Linked DNA regions of Ovis aries: region 2 is linked to region 1. A link is a contact called in public Hi-C data. All regions are on one chromosome and are shown on one strand. The core of a region is the stretch at or near the end of the contact, and the rest is flanking DNA. Distances in the headings are between cores, read along the strand shown.

What was found. Hi-C and Micro-C count contacts between places; a contact is called where the count stands out from the background.
Region 2: a contact with region 1 is called in a Hi-C map of liver, with 3 times the contacts expected there. The contact joins the enhancer-like site here to the promoter of NIPBL in region 1. A contact is called at or near these places in 12 of 16 Hi-C or Micro-C datasets (blood, hypothalamus, liver and 5 more).

The regions. Positions count from the first base shown.
Region 1 is chr16:37,519,653-37,523,817 of ARS-UI_Ramb_v3.0, forward strand. NIPBL (NIPBL cohesin loading factor) reads right to left here and starts at 2,306. Exons shown (of 47, transcript XM_060400493.1): 1 at 1,895-2,306.
Region 2 is chr16:37,643,137-37,647,637 of ARS-UI_Ramb_v3.0, forward strand. No RefSeq gene overlaps it. Among named protein-coding and RNA genes, the nearest start is that of NIPBL, 120 kb to the left of the region's middle. Within about 2 kb of position 3,240, at least 17 of the 54 cell types and tissues checked have an H3K27ac peak or open chromatin away from gene starts, as enhancers often do. A contact at or near this core is called in hypothalamus and liver, where this site is marked.

The sequences.
Region 1 (4,165 bases), core at 1,056-3,555:
ATCCTCCGCTTAAGAAATGAACTGTTCCTACCTTCCGTATTCTCCTCTCCGCCCCCAGCCCCAAACCCTTTCCCAGTCCCCATTTGCGTGCCCCCCACCCAGTGTAGGCCTGAGGCCCTGTAGCAAACAGTGTCTAACAGGAGCAGGCAGCACAAAGACAGGAATGGGAGATTAGTGGGAGGGAGGGAGGCCGGGATTGGGGCTCAGCAGGAGCTTCAGGCTTTTTAAAATTCAAACTGCTCCCTGACCAATACAAATCACGGACACGCTACTGACTACTACACGGATTTATAGCATTAAAAACATGCCTAGTACGTGACAGCTATATTAACTTCACTCTTTCTAACATTTATCCATACGTTTGCAGGAAACGTGGAAGAATTTACTTTAAGCAAAAGGCTAAACTCAAAAATCACCTCCAGAAAAGTTACTTGTTCTACGATGACATAATAATTTAATGAGAGGCAAAAAATTTGAACCAACGTAACACTCACCAATAAAACAAGGGACTTTGTTGATCGGTGTTGCTTCATTTTAACCAATGAAAGTTTTCCTTCAGTGAATATGAGACAAAGTATCAAAACAGTCTAACCCAGGAACAATTATTTTTCTATGCAACTTGTATGGCTGAGCACTTTTAAACTGGCTTTTCCCTTATACCAACCTACATTATCAACGCCTCCACAAACAAGCTCCAAGCACTTAACTTACTTGTGAGCTAGAATTTAAGATAAAATTGATATTTTTCTCCAGCATTTACAGATACATTTGACCTATTAAAATGACACCTCTCTCATTACACAGTCAAACATCATGGGCACAAACAGCCAATGACAATCCTGGGACCTCAAGAAGATCTGCCCTGACATGAAAGGATGGCACCTTTCACATTTTTTTTTAACCTCCCAGGGATTTTAAGCATAACTTCATTTCTGTCCTTTTAAAGGAAATTGGATGTACTTATATCTCACCGCAATTCTCAGAACATTTAAAAACCTTTTTAAGCTTCTACACGTTTAGATCAGGAAGTACCTGAGTGTTTCACGTATAATCAGTTAAAACTGTCCTTATATAACGCACACAAATATAAAGAGGCAGGGTAAACCTGTCAAGTACTTTACACTTGTCTCTGAATAAAAAGTCCATGTGCAACACACTGTCAAACAACAACATAAAAGCGCTTTGCGTGGGTGGGGGGGTCATATGCAGTGTCTACTATACTATAGTTTTCTGTATTAAATATTCATGTGGACGATTTAATTTTCCTTAAAAAGAAAATGAGTCTTTATTAACTTTCCAACGTCCAAACAAGTTCTACACAGGAAAAGAATTACCACTGGATCCGTGTCTGAGTATTTACATTTGTCTCACTAACTGAAACTACTTCCTCCCTTCATGGGGTCACAGGGGGAAGAAGGGGGGTTGTTTGTTTCACTGGGACGTTCCCCACTCCCGGACCAGGAAAGTTGTAAATATGGGGACGGAGAGGGCACATTTGCTGTTAGTTGTATTGTTTCCGCCTCCTCACTAGCTACAGCTCTTCTCCCGGGCGAGGCCTGTCACCGACCAGCAGTAGCTCCGCTCAGCCCGGAGCTCTCCTAATCCCCGAGCTCAAGTAGATTCCGCTGGCCCGCGGCCTGCACTCTCCGCCGGGCCTACGCCTCCCCGGCCGCCCGGCAGGAGCCCAGTCCCCGCCACCGGAGCCGGCCGGGAGAGGGTACAAAACCACCGCCACCCAGGGCGGCTGCCACCAGAGAGGAGCGAACTCTAGACTCGCCCGTGGAGGAGACCTGGGGCCGCTAAGGAAACGGCGGGGAGGGGAGCGAGGAGGAGAGACGCTGAGGACCTGGCGCCGCCGCCGCCGCCGCCGCCGAAATAAAGAGCAGGAATTTACCTGGGCGAATCGGCGTCTGAATCCAAGGGGAGGCCGAGGCCGCTGTGGCGAGAGACTATAATCCGGGCCGGGAGGGGGGGTGGCTACGGCTCCTCTTCCGTCTCCTCAGTGCGGGGAACATGTAGAGCCGGGGGGAGACCAGCCGAGAAGACAAATCGCTGCTTCTTCTTCCTCCTCCTCCTCCTTCTCCCACATAGAAACACTCACAAACACCCGACCAGGGGCCCGAGCTACCGGGGGGGCATCGCCGCCGGCCCGGGAACCAATCCTCCAGTCGGCGGGGGCGTCCCTCCCTGCGGCTTGGTGGTGTCGGGTGAGTCGGTACCGACGGAGGGAGGGGGGGGAGGGCGGGGGGGGAAGGAGCCCTGTGTGTGTCTCTCTCTCGTTCCGTCTCTCCCTCTCAGAACAAAATGCCGACCGGAAGTGCAGCTGCAGGAATGACTCCCTCCGCCGGCGCCAAACACTAACAACCACCCCCTCTTCCCCACTCCACTTCCGCCACCGCCGCGCCGCCGCCGCCACTTGGGCTCGCGTCTTCGGCCTCGCCGCACTGCACAGCCCGTGCCGCTCAGCTCCGCACCGCACCCGAGGCCCGGAGGCGGCCGGCAGCGAGGCGGCGGGGGCCTCTCCTCCGCGCCCTTCTCGTCGGGGCGGCTGTGGACGTTGCCTTTTAGTGTCGATCCTGCGGAGCGGCGTTTTCGCTGTGGCACGAGCGGGCCAGGTCTTCCTGGTCTTTATTTTCCTGGAGGCCGGCCGGAACGGGGCCTGAGCCTCGGTGGTGGTCGTATGCGTGGGGGGCGCTCAGGCCGGGACCGGCTCGCAGACCACGCACGCCGCCCCAGCTGCTCGTCATTAGCTCTCGGGAGCCGAGCTCGGGGCGGCCACGTAGAGGACGCCCGCGATCGGACGGCGACCGAGCATTTTTTAAATGGTGTCCCTGCAGCCGGGTGGATGGATGTATCGTATTGTACACTCTTCTCTCTTTTTGAGAGGCCGGACTTTACTCCCATCTCTGCATTATTTCTGCGGAGTAAGGACGCAACCCTTGAAGGAGACGAAGATTCTCAGCTGGATTGAATTGGAATCGTGTTTGTAATGCATTTATTTCTGGAAATATGTGGTCTTTTCTGGGCTCGCTTTTTGTTGATGGTGGTTTTGGCTCTTGCCTAGCAGTCGGGATAAAGGCCTGTAGGCGACGCTGTTCGAGCGAGGAGCCGGCCCGCGGTGGGCCCGGAGCGCGCCCCATTCTAGGTGTGGGTGGAGCCGAGCGCGCGGGGAGAGCCGGCGGACTGCGGGCCGGGCCGATTTCAGACATCGTTTTCCTCTTTACGCTCGAAACAGAGGTCCTGACCAAGGCTGGAGTACAGATGCGATTCTGTGTACAGTACCGAGCCTTCTGTAGTCTCTTACTGAAACACCTGAAATAACTTTATCATACAGTTCACTATTAAGTTTACTATTTACTTCTGTAAATATAGAGGGTGCTATTCTTCAGGTAAAAGTGCCTAGGTAAGCGGATTTTATTCAAATGGGACGAAATTTGTGTTATATTATCGTGAGTTTACTTAAGTTGTATGTGAACTGTATTTGTCTGTGTACCAGTACGCTGAAAGTTAAACAGGCAAATTTGCCCGCGGGCCATTCCTTTTGCTTCAGAGATCGCTACAAGGACTAAATCAGATCTTACGCGTCTCTCGAGCCGGCATTTGCTTAGCCGGGAGTAAAAGCCGAAGTCTTGACCACGGCCTGAAGGCGCTGCGCGCGGTGGGGCGCGGGGAGTCGCCTCGGTTGCGGAGCCAGCAGGGTGTCTGCTCCGCCTTCTACCAAGCTCCTTCCACGAGTGCCACAGAGTTTCTCTCTTACTTTCAGGGTTTTGCTCGGCTGTCTCCTCGGGGCTCTGTGGCCTCTCTTTAAACTGGACGTTCCCGATTCCCTCCTCATTTTTATCCTGCAGGCATTCTACTTATCATGCTTGTTTATCTCATCTGTACCGATAGAATAATGTAAGCTCCAGGAGGGCAAGGTCCTCCCCCCTCGCCGCCCCAAACTGGAGTTTTGTGTAGAAAATACTGCCTGACACACAGTATTTGCTTAATAGCTGGATAATGAATGAACGACGATTATAAGGGCCTTGACCTCACCCCACACATACACCCGTTTCTGAACTCTATTCCTTACGTGTATATATACTTATATGCTACAGAGAACTTTTATGAAAAGTGTGTGAAAACAAAAGAAAACCGGGGGGGAAAGTGCAAGTTTATTACAAAG
Region 2 (4,501 bases), core at 1,990-4,489, 120 kb after region 1:
GCTGGCTTAAAACTCATCATTTACAAAATGAAGATCATGGCATCTGGTCCCATCACTTCATGGCAAATAGAGGGGGAAACAATGGAAACAATGACAGACTTTATTCTCTTGGGCTCTAAAATCCCTGCAGATGGTGACTGCAGCCATGAAATTAAAAGATACTTGGTCCTTGGAATAAAAGCTATGACCAAGGTAGACAGCATATTAAAAAGCAGAGACATTACTTTGATGACAAAGGTCCATCTAGTCAAAGCTATGGTTTTTCCAGTAGTCATGTATGGATGTGAGAGATGGACCATAAAGAAGGCTGAGCGCTGAAGAATTGATGCTTTGGAACTGTGGTGTTGAAGAAGACTCTTGAGAGTCCCTTGGACTGCAAGGAGATCCAACCAGTCCATCCTAAAAGAAATCAGTCCTGAATATTCATTGGAAGGATTGATGCTGAAGCTGAAGCTCCAGTACTTGCCCACTTGATGCGAAGAGCCAACTCATTAGAAAAGACTGTGATGCTGGGAAAGATTGAAGGTGGGAGGAAAAGGGGATGCCAGAGGACAGGATGGTTGGATGGCATCACTGATTCGATGGGCAGAAGTTTGAGCAAGCTGCAGGAGATGGTGAAGGACAGGGAAGCGTGGTGTGCTGCAGTCCACAGGGTAGCAAACAGTTGGACATGACTGAGCAACTGAACAACTGAACAGCAACAGCAATGTGTAGGCAAGTTGATAGAAGAGCCTGGAGGTAGAGTGACCTGTTGGGAGATGTTTTCAATGGTGCAGATAAGAATGGCTGGAGTAGCTGTGATAGGAATCACAGCCTCAGGAAAGGAAATCTATGTAAGAAGATACAATGAAGCAAGGGCAAAGGGTCTTGATGATTAAGAGGGAAGAGATCAAACATTCCTGGAAGTCTGGCAGTAATAGAAATCAGAAGGAGGTTCAATTTGAGTGTTCCTGTATTTAAGATGTTGGCAGGTCATCCAGGTGGCATATGTCCAGTAGGCATTGGAAATGTGTCACTTAGAACCACAGAGCAAGGTCAGAGCTTTATAATTCAGTTTGGAAGTCTTCAGCGAAGGAAGAGGTGGTGGCTGAACTCCTCCACAACTGCCCTCCAGCCTTTCTTGATCAAACCCATTTTAGTGGCCAGCCTGGTGATTCCCAGCCTCATCCCTCTATTTCTCATTCCATATTTCCCTTTTTACTTCTCATTATAGGCTGAATTGTGTCTCCTAAAATTCAGATGTTGGAGTCCTGTCCCCTAGCATCTCAGCTTGTGACTTTATTTGGAGGTTGAGTCTTTAAAGAGGTGATTCAGGTTCAACAAGGTCATTGGGGTGAACGCTACTCCAATAAGACTGGCATCTTTATAAGAAGAGGAGATTAGGAACTTCCCTGGTGGTCCAGTGGCTAAGACTCCATGCTCCCAATACAGGGTGCCCAGGTTCGATCCTGGCCAGAGAACTAGATCCCACATGCTGCAGCTAAGAGTTTACTTGCCGCAACTAAAGGTCTTGCATGCCACAAGTAAAAGAACAGATGTGCTGTAACTAAAGAACCAAGGCCTGGTGAAGCCAGACTTCTCATAGCTCAGTTGGTAAATTATCCGCCTGCAATGCAGGACACTCGGGTTCGATTCCTGGGTCAGGAAGATCTCCTGGAGAAGGAAATGGAAACCCACTGCAGTATTCTTGCCTGGAGAATCCCATTGTCAGAGGAGCCTGGTGGGTTACAGTCCATGGGGTTGCAAGTTCAGTTCAGTTCAGTTGCTCAGTCGTGTCTGACTGTGACCCCATGGACTGCAGCACATCACACTTCCCTGTCCGTCACCAACTCCCAGAGCTTACTCAAACTCATGTCCATTGAGTTGGTGATGCCATCCAACCATCTCATCTTCTGTTGTCCCCTTCTCCTGCCTTTAATCTTTCCCAGAATCAGGGTCTTCGCATCCGTTCTTCGCATCAGGTGGCCAGAGTATTGGAGTTTCAGCTTCAGCATCAGTCCTTCCAATGAATATTCAGGACTGATTTCTTTTAGGATGGACTGGTTGGATCTCTTTGCAGTCCATGGGACTCTTGAAAGAGTTGAATGTAAATAAAGAAGTATTTTAAAATATTTTTAAAAGAAGAGGAGATTAGGACAAAGACATACATTGAGGAAAGACCATGTAAAGACACTGGGAGGAGACAGTCATCTGTGAGCCAAGGAAAGAGGCCTTAGGAAAAAACAACCCTGTAGACACCTTGATCTCAGATTCCTTGCCTCCAGAATGATGAGAAATCATGAGAAAATAAAATTCTGTTGTCTTAAGCCACCTAGTCTACGGTACCTCGTCATGGCAGCCCTTTTGAAAGAATGCACATAGCCCAAGGACACAACATAAACTAATCTGAATCAAATGAGTCCAAGATGCAGACAAGTCAACTTTGACTAGACCTTGATCCTCAATCAGCAAGCTACATGAGACACTCAGAAGCTCCACGACAGTTCCAAGCCACCGTCAGAAGACCAAAAAATGGGCGGTGGCCCAATTCCTGGAAATCTCTACCCTTTTCCCAAAATAGCTGGAATAATCTTCCCACTCATTAGCCTGTGAAATTACCCAGCCCCTAAAAACTAACCACACCACATTTTGAGGCTGCTGCACCCACCCTCTGCGATGGCTCACCGTCTGTCTGTGGAGTGTGTTTCTCTCTGAATAAATCCACTTCTTACCTATCACTTCGTCTCTCACCGGATTTTTTCTGAGATGAGACATCAAGAACCTGAGCTTCATTAGGTCCTGAAACCAACTGGTCTCTCATCTCAGTTGGAAGACTGTGGTTTCTGCTGGGTTCGAGTCCCAGACACATGGATTATAGTCCCAATCTGAGATAAAGGGTTGCACAGGAACCAGTGTCCTGGTATGACTACCCGTCTGAGGGCACCCCATCTGCCAGTGTATCCCCCCCTGCTTACATTTTGCCAGCTCTGTTTCCCAGCCACTCATTCTCTGTATATGCTGTGGGTGGTATTGAGTAGTTATCAGCAATGTTGTTCCCTGTGAACTGAAAATAAGGTTATTCTTCCCTGATAACAGTGCTCTGTATCTCAAGAGGCCCCCCACTCCCCCCACCACAGCGGTCACTCTGGCGTCCAGAGCACATCTTGTGGGAGATCACGCCTTTCTCAGCACCCGGCTCACAGCTGTCGGAGGACTGTTCAGCCACCTGTTCGTAAGGCTGTCTCTGGCAATGGATTCCTGCCTGTGCCTTCCTTTGAAAGTATACTCAGAACAGAAAGAAATGTGTCCTTCCTCATTAATGAGAGCAGGAAGTGAGATTTCACCGTACTTATAATTCATGAGGTTTTTTTTTGTTTTTTTTTTAGTGTTGATTCTGAATCTCAGCTCTGCTGTTCAAAACACAAAATAAAATGCTAGGAGTGTAGAAGACCAAGTCAGGGCTTAAAAAGTAGCCCTCAGAGGAAGCAAACAGAGAGATATTTTTGCACAACCACCTACGAAGAGCTTATCTAGGAAAGGGTCGAATAGCTAGTGCTCAGAAAGCTCCTGTTAGCTCAGCTGGATTGATTCCAAGTCCTGACTCGTAGACTTCTGTGACAGTGAAATATTCAGACCAGGACCATGTCCTTGGTGACTTCTGTGTTCATTAGAGCTGGCCTTTATGATGGATTGAAGCCGTTATTATGAGGAAGGTGCTGATGAACTGTTCTCCATCTTCTCAGAGGACAGAATGAGAGCAAGTGGGATGAAGGTATAGCCATGAGAGTCATCAGAAATAGCCTGCTTCTCAGGCCCCTTTAAAGCCTGCCTAGGTGACGCGACCGAAGCGGCTTAGCAGCAGCAGCAGCAGCAGGTTGCGCTTTAGCTCCCTCCTCTGGGATTCCCGGGTACTACCCTGCGCGTCCCCCGGTTGTTCCACTGACCGTCACTAATACATTGTGGAGTTACATGTTTATGTGCCTGTTCCTACCAGCAGACTGTGAACTCCCAAGGGGCATGACTTCATCTGTCTTTGTTCCTCTGCCTGCGCCTGTAGCTGACACTGGGTGAGCCCTCCGTGGAGGTGAATGAATGGCTATCTCTTTGTCCTTTGAAAATTACTTAGCGTCCTGGAATTTGTTTGTGTGTATATGTGTGTGTGTGTGTGTGTGTGTGTGTGTGTGTGTGTGTGTGTGTGTGTATGTGAGAGAGAGAGAGAGAAGGTGGGAAAGACCATGAATAAATGACTCTTAGAAATGACTCTGATGACTTCATTCCTCTGGATTTCAAATAAGTATGTGAAGAGCACTGCAAATCCAGCATATATTGATGGGTAAGACATAATTATTGACTAATCAACTAACAGAGGGCTGGCAAATAGGTATTTGTCAGTGAGAGAGAGGGTGACTGGAAGAGGTAGCTGTGCACTTGATGGTCAGTATAGCGGCCATTTATGGGCTCCTTCTAATGTGTCAGGTGTTTTGTTCATGCTGTTTCGTTTGATTCTCACGTACTTCTTGAG